Regions from separate parts of the Sus scrofa genome. Here all the other regions are linked to region 1. Evidence: chromatin contacts called from public HiChIP or PLAC-seq and promoter capture Hi-C data. All regions are on one chromosome and are shown on one strand. The core of a region is the stretch at or near the end of the contact, and the rest is flanking DNA. Distances in the headings are between cores, read along the strand shown. Region 1 holds the start of SAMD8 (sphingomyelin synthase-related protein 1). Region 2 holds the start of NDST2 (bifunctional heparan sulfate N-deacetylase/N-sulfotransferase 2). Region 3 holds the start of PLAU (plasminogen activator, urokinase).

Region 1 (3,637 bases), core at 487-2,986:
TTAACCACCATTTCAGGAAGCCACGTTATAACTTAACAATTACAAAAAGAAATTAATCTATTTCTACTAAAGAGAATATAAATCCTGCCATCATTATTTTTCTGGCACAATTATGGCTTTGGTGCTACGTCTTCTATGAAAGGCATCTGTGTACCCACCTATCTGCTGTGTTAACCGCCAACAAGATCCCCTTTATTTTTCTAGATAACTCTATTATTAACTATAAAATATTACTCATAAAATCGCTTCAAAATTACATTAATTTTAGTTCTGCAAATCCTTCAAAAGTACCGTTCCACTTTTCAAGAGATAACTCATTATGGGTGAGAGAAAGATCTGGTAGCCTCTTGAACTGTGGTGATTTCACACATAGTTTTACGTTCCTTTTCAACCTAGACATTTGCATTCACTATATTTTTACCCTGTGGCAAATATGCCTCAACTCAAGCTGCCAAAGTGAAACCAGTCAATACTGAGTATCAGTAAAATCGAAACGTCCAAATTCTTGTTTCAAATTTAAGCCTTTTCATTCTTTTTTTAAAGATCTACACTTGTCTAGTATTTAAGATATATTTTTTTTTAAAATACAAAGAAAATCACACTATTACTGTTACAAGAAACCCAAATGCTTATCTTTATTTTCAGAATCTCTTTCACTCTTTTCCAAACTTCACTTCCTTTTCACTACTTCCCCTAGTCCTGTGGGCAAATCAGTGTTTTTAACACCACCCCTCCCACTTCATATTCTTAAAAAAGGATTCACTGTCCACAGATGAGAAAACCCCATTAACCAATTATATTACCCTAGTGATTCCCATGCTTTAAAAGACGCCTGTGAAAATGCCAAAATCCTAAATTAGGGCTCCCAAGGGCTCCTTTTCTTTCTTGAGCCCATTTCTCTTTTTCTGGTCTTTAAGGCCACCCGATAGCCCCTTCCTCTTCAAACCTAAATCCTTCCTCTAATGACCAGAACCCCCTTCGGTGCGCGATCTCGTCAGTCCCAAGCCATTTCCCTCTCCCTGGCCAGGTGGCAACATCGACCCTGGTCCTGCTCCTGCTCCTCTCATCCCTCGGCCCCCACTGGCCAAATCCCAGAGCATCTCTTCCTCCCGTCCCACGTTCCTGCGGGACCCCTTGCGTATTCGCCCCTCGCCACCCGGCTTTCGAAAACCTCCAAGCCCCCAACTCTTCAAGGGCACCTCTCCCTCAGCTTCCCACTCCCTCTCACTCGCCCCTCGGCCTCTACTTAACACCCAGGCTCGGGTGTTAACCACTCCGGGCCTCGGCTCAACAACCTCCATTTCCCTCAGATTCCATTCTAGAGCTGACTCTCCAAGCTCCCTCAACCGCCTCTCGGGGCCCCTCGGGATCCCTGTCCACGGCAGCCCCCGGCTCCAACCCCGATTCCCCACTCACCCTTGGCTGCAGGCGCCCCCCAAACTCCCCTCTCCGCCTCAGCTCCCGCTCACCTCCGCGGCCCGAGTCAGGTTCCCCGGACCCACCTCCGAGTCGGCGTACCAGCCGTTGTCGGAGTCCGGCGCCCTCCGGGCCTCGCCGGAGTAAAACGCCTCGAGCGGCGGGGGCGGGGCTCGGGGAGGGGAGCCGGAATGGAGGCGGGGGCGGTAGCGGCTGCGCGCTGGCATCGCTCCGGCCCACCTCTCAGCCGCGCCGGCAGCCGCTCGAATCCGAACCGGAACTGCTTCTGGAGGCGGGGCCCTACCGGGGGAGGAGGAGCCCTGCCTGCGGGGCGGGGCCAAAACCGGAAGGGACACGGGGCTCAAGCTGTGCGCCAGGGAAGGGCGGAGGCGTGGAACCGCAGCAGGGAAACACAGGAGCGCATGTCAGGCCCAGAGCCAAAGTGGGAGATGAGGGGCTAGTGGAGATGGGGCGAGGCCTATGGGGGTGGTAATAGGGTTCGGAGACAAGAGGAATTTATACCCTAATTCCTTTGGAGGAAGCCAGTTCCTCTCCAAGAGCTAACCTGCAGTCATCATTGTTATCATATACTGCCTCTGCTCTCTGACAGTCCCTATGCCAAATGCCGTATAAATATCTCACTTGCTCCTTGTGCCACCTCTATAGGGTATTACAACAAAGAAGGGCCAAGAAACTTGCCTGAGGTTGGGCAGTTAATATGTGCCAAAGCCAGTACTCCCACTCAAACCTAACTTTAGAACCTATGCTCCTCTCACTTTACTACCCCACCCTGAGGGAAGTCCCCAACCAAGGCCTAGCATTGGCATAAATCAAGTCCCAAACTACTTGCCACTTAGGCTCCAGCCCCTTCTTGGCCTTGCTTCCCTGGGTGGTGCAAGGCAGACTTCAGTGACTCCAATAGGGGTGGGGATAGGTTCTGGGGTTGAATGTGAGTTTGCATTGCTTCCATGGAATGCCCTGGTGTGGCCTTTACCCTCAAGCTGGACTCAAGGCCAAGTGCAGCTGGGACATTCCCAATTGCAGCTCTTACCCCTTTCAGCCCCATCAAGCCTTCATGAAGTCATCTTGGAAAGGGCAAGAGACCTCACTTCTTCAGCCCATAACTAGCTCTAGCAGAAGGACAGATATAGACCTTTCTCTGTTTCTGCTGTGGGGACAAAAGCCCTTATAGGCAGAAGAAGCTCCCTCCCACTCCAAAATCTTTCTGATGACTGCCCTTTGGCTCTTCAGAAAGTCTAGGGCAACATCCACCTCCCTTCTCCCTTTGGACATACATGGCGAATTTTAGCCTTCTCTTTTGAAAAACCAGCCATCTTCATAACAGAACCATTGTTCGAACCTTCTCCCACCAACCGTATGGGCACCCTTTAGAGGAGGCCCTCCATGCTCCTCTCCACATTTCTCTGACCCTATAACTCAGTAAACTTTCCTTAGGCTCTATAATCCAAAAGCTCATTCAACAGTACAGTTCCCATCTAGTTTGTGGCCCACCAAGACCTGAGGAACTTTTCCGATCATTCATCCTTGAAACCAACCACCTCCTCTGCACCCTGGATCTCTACTTTAACTCAGTTCTCAGAATCAAAGAGCCTTATGCAGGCTCTAAATCATCTTCTACGTGTTAGACACAGAATATCCTTTGTTTCATTTAATCCTCACAATTCTCTAAGGTAGGTATAATTATTCTTTAGAGATGAGGAAACTGAGGCTGAGAGGTAAAGTGACTTGCATAGTGACGTGTCTGATTCCATGTTGGCTTGGAATTTGGGGTTAGGGAGTGACTTGGGGAGGAAAATGTCCTGTTCTCTTTGGAGGCCCCTGTGACTTGCTGAGTCACTTGCTGCTGTCTCACCTGTCCCTGCCAATCTCCAGGAAGGAGAAATGACACTGGAGAGGCAGAGAGGAGTGACCGCAGAGACAGAGGGGTGGGTGGGCTGGCCCATGGCGGAGGCCTCGCTCCCAGAGCTGAGGGGAGATGCTGAAGCCACGCCTTGCCCCAGCATCTTGGAACTGGAGGAACTCCTGAGGGCAGGCAAAGTTTCTTCCAGCCACGTGGACGAAGTTTGGCCCAACCTTTACATAGGAGATGCGTGAGTTGTAGCTGGCCGAAGCGGTGTGGGGGAGGGGACAAGGAGAGACAGTTCTTGGGATCTTCACCAGAGATGGAGGTGGGGTGGGAAGAAAGGCAAGTACTTCTGCT
Region 2 (3,637 bases), core at 523-3,022, 1.1 Mb after region 1:
CGTTGCTGTACTGTACCATGTAGTGTAGAAGGGAAGAGAATTGGTGCTGCAGAAGTGTGTCCGCTACGAAGCTGATGAGAAACCTCGTGTTAGTCTGACATGCACTCACTTACTCATCCATTTCTATAGGATGCACAATGCACGTGGGCCCTGATATAGAGGCCCAATCCTTGCAGCTGGGAAGTGGGAGGGGTTGCCGCTTTGCTTCGTGTTTGTTTTCTTATAACTTAGCAAGGAGAGAGCCAGGCCTTGGTCTCGGCTCCCGCTGCTGCCCTTGGCAGTTCTGTTTCTGTGCTGATTCGGACCATCTTTGTCTTGCCTTTTCACAGTGGTGGTCCCTGTGCCGACCCTCATCTGGGCCTGGGCCCTCTGCCAAGTGGGATGGGAGGAGTAAGGCAGTGGGATTGAGTTGATGGTTGTTTCTATGCATTCAGGCTGCCCTCAGGGGTGCCTCCCTCCTTACTCTTCCCGTCCTGCACGCCCATCTCTTTTCCTGTCTTTGAGATTGACCTGACTACTCTGGCAAGAAGAGGAGGTGTCCTCTTTAAAGAGGCGTCTCTTTACTGACCACCTGAAGTACAGACTTATTGCTGGACAGTCTGCATGGGCATCACCCCCACCCTCACCTGCATGTACCCAAAAGAGATGTCCAGAGCCAAGGCTCCTACATTCATTGTCCCTCTCTGTGCTCAAGGAGTTCCATTCCAGGAGGGAAAAATTTATGCTTTAAGCAGACAGCAGAGAAGATAATGGAGGAGCAATTGGTCATGGCCTTGGTTCCCCCCAAAACAACTGTGCAGACCTGTCTGCACTATTGGGGGAAAAGATGGGTAGACCCTAGCTCCCCGGACTGCCTTAAGGAAGCACAGGAGCTGGGGGAAGAGGCAAAGCTACAGGTTTACCTTGGAGCCAGCTGAGAAGAGAGCAGACTTATAGGTGCTGGTGCTTGGATTTAGCCAGGCTCCTCGGAGCACCTCCTGCATGCCCCAGCCCCTGGGCCCCTTACTGCCCTGCAGCCTGCAGTACCAGCACGCAGACACCTTCACCACAGGGTTTGGTTTTGCTGGCTTGAAGACAAATGGTCTTAGAGTTCATTAAGACCCATAGCTTCATATGGCTGCTCCAGCCCCACTTCTTAAGCATTCTTACTCCTCTTCTGGGGCTAATGTCAGCATCTATAGACAATAGACTATTAAAAAAAAAAAACACCTTTTAAACAGGAAATGGAAGGCATTTGATGCAGAATTTTTGCATGACGACATAGAAATAATTTAAAAATAGTGTTTGTTCTGAATGTTGGTAGACCCTTCATAGCTTTGTTACAATGAAACCTTGAACTGAAGATATTTAATAAAATAACCTTTAAACAGTCCATGGTGTTACTGCTGTTGGAGGCTTAAGGCCAGAGGCTTAGATTTTAGCAGCCTGGGTTACAAGGTTTCAGGTGGAGAGATGTACTTTCTCCCACTCCTTTTGTGCCCATTTAAGAATTAATCTTCCTCATAAATTCATCAGCCTCCAATCAGTCCCCCCAGCCGCTGAAGCGAGTTTGGGGTGGAGGGAAGAACTTGGGCCCTTAGGGACTGAGCTCCGGGTCTCGCCCCGCCCCCAGGCCCCGCCGGCATCCAGGACCGACCCCGCCCCCCCGCCCCGTCCCTCAGTGGGCCGGCCCGGCTCCCCCCCTCAGCCGGGCGGAGTGGAAGAACCCGCACCCTCGGCCCGCCCCTGCACCCAGAGACGCGGCGCCCGACGCTCGCCAGACTGTGCCACCGCGCAGGGAGGAGGGGGGTGCCTCTGCCGGCGGCGCGCAGAGCCTGCTGTATCTAAGGCGGCGGCTCGGCCGAGCGCTGCGGAACACCGTTCGGCGGCCCCGCACCTCGGCCGCGCGGCTGCCAGGCCCGGAGGCGGCAGGGACCCGAACGGGGCCGCTAGCGGCAGCGCGCCGCCTCCCCCCCGGTGGGAGCGGTGGTTGGGCCCGGCTGCGGCAGAGCGTTCGCTCGGAGATGGCGGAGCCGCCGCGACGCGGCCCGAGGCCCCGAGAGCAGGGAAGCCGGGCAGCCCCGGGACGTGGCGGAGCCCGGGGACAGCGGGGACGCCGCCCAGTCCGCCGGGTGAGACGCCCTTGGGAAGACCCCCCCCCCCGCCCCTCTCAGAGTGTGGCCCCCACCCACGGTCCCCGCACTTCTACCCTCACAGACTTCCCTCACCGTGGCCACCAAAACCTCCCGCAGGGGCGTCCCGGGCGGCCCCTCGGGGCGGCCCGCGTTCCCCTCCCCCTGTCCCTCCCGCCGGCCGGCCCTGGTAGTGGCCTCATTCCTGTCTGCTCGTCCCCTCAGCACGGGGCTCCTCCTCCCCTCGGGGCTCTCCTGCCCCGATGTCACCGCTGACTCTAGTCCGCGCGCGCCCCTTGCCCTTTCCCCTTCAACGCTCCACGCCCGACTCTCCATACCCACCTGTGACCGCGTGTTCCCCCCCGGCAGGTCCCTCCATCCGCAGCCCCCATGTGCCCGCCCTCTACGCCCACGGCGCTGCTCTGTCCCCCTCCTCCCGCGGCATCCGCGCCGCTGGTCTCCACCGTGGGCCCCACACCCCCCGGCCTCCCCAGCCCCCACCTCCGCTGCTTTCCGTCGAACCTCCCGCTGCTGCGCACACGTTCAGCACCTTTCTGCGCGGTGGTCCCGCTTCGGTATTTAGCATTCCACCTCACAGCCTCCCCCAATACTTTCTCTGCACCCCTTCCCTAAATATTGCTTCTTCTTCTAGGTCCGAAGCTAAAATGCAGTGGTTAAGAGCAGGGCTGAACCTTGACAGGCCTGACTTTGCATCCCAGTTCCTCCACTGAGCTGTGTGATCCTGGGCAAGTTACTTAACTTCTCTGGACCTCAAATTACTGGCATGTAAAATGGGGATAAAAAGAGTATCTACCTCTTACTTACCTTTTAAGGCTAGTGTAAGCATTAAATCTATGGAAAGCTCTTATAAGACTGTCTGGCAAAGAGTAAGCCCTCAGTAAATGTTAACTATTATTCTTAACATTATGGGTGATACACCCCCGGTATCTACTTCCCCACAGTGACTTCTGACTATTGTGTTTGCTCCAGAGTTTCCTCTTAGGATTCACCCCCCTCCCTGTCACCATTTTGATCCTCTCTCAGTTCTCCTTTCATGCTGATTGATTTTACCCAGGCCAGAGGTGAACTATTTTTAAATTTGTGTCTCTCGATTGTGAAGGACCCTATCTCTGCTGAATCGTGCTGAGATGTATAGTCATGGGGTAGGTGACAGAGATTGCAGCCACTTGCTTTACCAGGAGAGGCCAAGGTAACGCCTCTAGAAGCAGTCTATCTATTTAAGGAAAGGAGTCTCCAAAATTAGGTCTCCTTAAAACTACTTTCTGATCATAGTGTTCTTAAATCGTCTCTCTGTTATCAGTTGGATACTACTTCAGCTCCTGTTGCTCTCTCTCAACCTGCCTCACTCAGTTGGCTCTGTTTTTGTAACAGGACTCATGTCTCTCCAGGCTAGCTCAGAACCCTTCTGAGCTGTTAAGAGATGAGGGGATAGAACCACTTAGGCGAAGTTAGGAAGGAGAACTGGACTGGATAGGGAGAGAGACTCTGAACTCAGCTCTGTAGTT
Region 3 (3,637 bases), core at 403-2,902, 1.0 Mb after region 1:
TGTTGGTATTGGCCTTCCCTCTGTAAGAGTGACCGTTCCCCTCAAAGCAGGTTTGCGATGTGTCTATGGAAGGATGTGAGGATGAGAATATTAGAAAGAGGAGGAAGTTGAGACAGGCATTTGAGAGAGCCTTCCAGGCCTCACATGATTTCAGGCTAGGCAGAAGACACTAGAAAGGGTCTTCTTTCCATCCCCACCTCCCATTTGTGCAGCCACAGCTTCATGAGATAGTGCATGTTTGTGTTTGACTATATATCACTGGGAACAAAGATGCCCCCCTCCTTTTTACCCCCAACTCCTAACGCCTGCCTGCTCTTGCATCCCACCCATGTCTCCCTGCCCCACAATCCCTGGTGCCTCCTCCTCTCCAGTTAGAATCAGGATCCACATACCTATCTCACAGTGCTCCCCTTGGAATTTCTTTGGGCAGCTGCATCGCTGAATGTTGGAGAAGTACTTGTAGGACACACATTTTCCTCCATTCAGACAGCCACAGTTCGCTGCAGAACACAAAGGTTGGGGGGTGGGGGGTAAGCAAGGAGTGTGGGAGGAAGCAATCAGGGAGCCAGTCCTCTTGCTGGTAAAGGGAGGGGCTGCCCCCTGAGGCTTTTCCAAGATATCAGTGCAAGCAGATATTGTGCAAGGGGTGGATACTCACATGCACCAGACTCTTGATGAAGTTCATGGCTGCCCTGGAAGAGATGAGTAGGGAGGGAGAGAAAGGGAAAGTTCAACAAAGGTTCCATGCTCCTGCGGTTCCAGGGTGAGGATAAACTGGCCCCCACCCCCAAGCTCACCCTTCCCTCTGGTTCCCTCTCTCTTCACCCCGTTCGTGTCTGCCTAGCTCTCAAATGAAAGATCATAGGTTTCCAGCAGAGAGAAATGGATTGACTCAAGCAAGCTTCACGAATCAAGTGCCAGCAGAGCAGGGCAGTCCCTGCGGCTTCTTTCTCCCCTGCCAGCCACTGAGAGCTCACTTGGTTCTCAACACCCCAATGTCACACCTGCCCTATTTCCCAGGGAGGGTCTGGCCCTGCCGTTGATGGGATTTAGAGGACCCTAGCTCCCTAAGCAGCCCCTTCCTTTCCCGGGCCCTGTTCAGGGGTCTTGCAAGCCCCCTCCCGCCGCCAAGAGTCAAAGCACAGAAGCCACTCACTTTGGAGTCGCTCACGACCAGGACACAGAGGAGCAGGCACGCCCGCAGGACTCTCATGCTGGCGAGGCTTGGGCTCTAGACAGCGGCTCTGCAAGGGAAGGAGAAGTCAGGGGAAGAAGGGGAGAAACGCGAAGGCGGACAGGCTGGGTTACTGCAGTTGGGGGCAGGAGCCCCTAGGTCCCCTGCAGGATGAGCCCGCGGTGACCAGGTTCCCCGAACCTGACCGTCCCTCCTCTCTGGAGACTCAGGGATCGCGGCACAGCCTGGATCCGCCACGCAGAAGGACTCCTGTGCGCTGGGCACAGAGTCGCGGTGACCCCGCGGAGCCGCTGCCGAGCGGGGCCAGCGGGTAGGGGGAAGTGAAGCCGGCAGGAGGGGGGCTGCCTGCATCCACCCTGTGCTCTTAGGGTGGCCCACACTCACCCTCGACTATGGCCTGTATGGGACAGCGGGGACTAGTAGGCACTCTGATGCTCGGCAGGCTCTAGGACTTCAGTCTCCGCGCTGTGCTCCTAAGCCCGCAGTGCAGGCTCTATATTAGGACTCGCCCCAGCCCTGGCCCCGCCCTAGCCTGGGATCTTCCCATCCACTCCCTTCCCTCCTCTTCCCTGCAGGCCAGCTCTGACTCGGACCGCCCCCCCACGGGCTTCCTCAACCTTAACTGTGAGGGGGCAGAGCGGTTCCCAGGGGAGGGATAAATTGGTCTGAACTGAGGGAAAGAGAGGCACCTAAAATCCCCGCCCCCTCCTCGCATTCACCTGCCCTGGGTCCCGCCCCTGAGCAGCACCTCCCCACCAAACCCCGAATTACAAAAAGAAGATCGATTTGGGAGATGCCCTACCCCTGCCCCCAGCTATGATGCTGCCTCCCAGATCCCCTCAATCAGCTCTTTCTCACCCTTTCTACCCTTAGCCCCAGCTGCCTACGAGAGTGATTCGGACCCCTGGGTATACGGGCATAGTTCTCAGCGCTGTGAAGTCTCTTTCTCAATGTGAAAATACTCCTGACACATGCTCATGCTCTCTGAAACGGACAAAACCCCCCTGCTCACCCGGGCTGCCTCGGTTGTATGCCAGCTCCCCCTAAGTGAATAACGCTAGCTGAATTTGTTGCTCACTGCAGCAAGATAGCTTGTGGTGTTGGGGTGGGGGGGGGCATGGATTTCATTGGGAATTGGCAGTTTGGTTTAAGGGAGGTCTTTGAACATGAGGGCTGGATAAGAATTAGGGCTCATCTGGTATGATATTATAGGATTGTGATAACAAAGTCTTAGGGCACAGACTGCTGACACTTTCTTTTGAAGTGTTGATAGGTCTTTCAGAAAGTTCCTTTAATGAACCAATCATTAGTTTGCCTGGGCCATAGTATAGACACTTAATAAAGACTAGAAAGTGTAAAGTCTTGATTAATGGAAAGGTAAAGTTTGATTAATATAGAAAGTTTTCTTTTTACCTCTGAGGAGAGAAATTAGGGAACTTGAGGGCAAGAATGAGATTTATTTGTCACTGTATGGCCTTTTACACTATTTACATTTTTGAAAACACATCTTTGTGTCACCCATTCCAAAAAGATAATTGCAGATTTTTAAATGCATGCGTATTTAGTATTCTACTTCATCGTAGAGCCTTGTTTCTAGTAAGATAAAATAATTGCTCATCAGATAAGATCGGTCTCCATAAAGACAGATCATGTGTAAAGGACTCCACCTATGCTTCCTGCTTGTGGGTGAGCGCACGCAGTTGTGTACACACGCACAAGCCCTTTCACACGCACATATCCCTCAGGCAGAGTTGAAGAAGCACAGCAGTGACTCTGAAGTTCAGTCACCCCCACCTCTTTCCCCTAATGCTGGGAACAAGGGCTTGGGGTCATTTGAATCCACCCTGCAGGACTGTCTCCCTTAGTGGAAGGGGATGGGGCTACATCCCTATAACTCACTAGGGGCCTAGGCTTGGTTCTTCTCTCTGCCTAGCCGCCAGCATTTTGGCAAACCTGGACCTTGGGTCTCGGTCCACTTGAGTGGGGCAGAGGTGGGCAGAGAGAGTGCCAGGATGGCAGGAAGAAGGAAAGCCTCTTTGTTGTACTCCAGCCAGAGCTCTTAGGATGACAGCCTCTGCCTGGGAAAGTACAAATTAACCATCCAGCTTGGAGGGCAGGTGACCCATCATCCTCCAGAGGGAGAGTTTTTCTGTGCCCAGTTCTGAGTTGCCAGCCTCCAGGGGAATGGACTGAGTCAGAAGTGCTGGAGGCCGCAGAATTGGCCTCACTACTTCCTCTAGAAGACTGCTATGTTTTGTTTGGAGTTAAAACCCATTCCTTGTAAATAAACGTGATCAGAATGTAAACAGAGATGTTACAGCCTGAGGACCTACCCCGAAACTCCTAGGTTAGTTATCAGGAATTTCCCAGCAGACTCTTCTGATTCACAGAGCTCCCCCAGCAGCTCTCATGACTCCAGATTACTTGGCTGGAGGCTGTCAT

The links. Promoter capture Hi-C pulls out the DNA fragments that hold promoters and counts their contacts. HiChIP or PLAC-seq counts read pairs in DNA pulled down with a chosen protein or histone mark.
Region 2: a contact with region 1 is called in an H3K27ac HiChIP or PLAC-seq map of alveolar macrophages. The contact joins the promoter of NDST2 here to the promoter of SAMD8 in region 1. A contact is called at or near these places in 2 of 5 promoter capture datasets (fetal skeletal muscle and liver) and 2 of 2 datasets of contacts at active chromatin or transcription factors (alveolar macrophages and skeletal muscle).
Region 3: a contact with region 1 is called in a promoter capture Hi-C map of fetal skeletal muscle, with 6 times the contacts expected there. The contact joins the promoter of PLAU here to the promoter of SAMD8 in region 1. A contact is called at or near these places in 1 of 5 promoter capture datasets (fetal skeletal muscle), 1 of 47 Hi-C or Micro-C datasets (fetal heart ventricle) and 1 of 2 datasets of contacts at active chromatin or transcription factors (alveolar macrophages).

Annotation. Positions count from the first base shown.
Region 1 is chr14:77,677,386-77,681,022 of Sscrofa11.1, reverse strand. SAMD8 (sphingomyelin synthase-related protein 1) reads right to left here and starts at 1,736. Exons shown (of 6, transcript XM_005671120.3): 1 at 1,470-1,736. The coding sequence starts at 1,643. It also overlaps a transcript of DUSP13 not described here.
Region 2 is chr14:76,532,830-76,536,466 of Sscrofa11.1, reverse strand. It overlaps NDST2 (bifunctional heparan sulfate N-deacetylase/N-sulfotransferase 2), which reads left to right and starts at 1,772. Exons shown (of 16, transcript XM_005671114.3): 1 at 1,772-2,111; 2 at 2,764-2,857. It overlaps LOC106506035 (undifferentiated embryonic cell transcription factor 1-like), which reads left to right and starts at 138. Exons shown (of 7, transcript XM_013983327.1): 1 at 138-183; 2 at 330-390; 3 at 1,017-1,052; 4 at 1,613-2,111; 5 at 2,197-2,392; 6 at 2,481-2,686; 7 at 2,764-2,775. The coding sequence starts at 138. The coding sequence ends at 2,775. It also overlaps a transcript of CAMK2G not described here.
Region 3 is chr14:76,627,328-76,630,964 of Sscrofa11.1, reverse strand. PLAU (plasminogen activator, urokinase) reads right to left here and starts at 1,652. Exons shown (of 11, transcript NM_213945.1): 1 at 1,580-1,652; 2 at 1,157-1,244; 3 at 659-692; 4 at 393-500; 5 at 1-63. The coding sequence starts at 1,213. The region is part of intron 2 of LOC102160869 (atherin-like); the gene reads left to right. It also overlaps a transcript of CAMK2G not described here.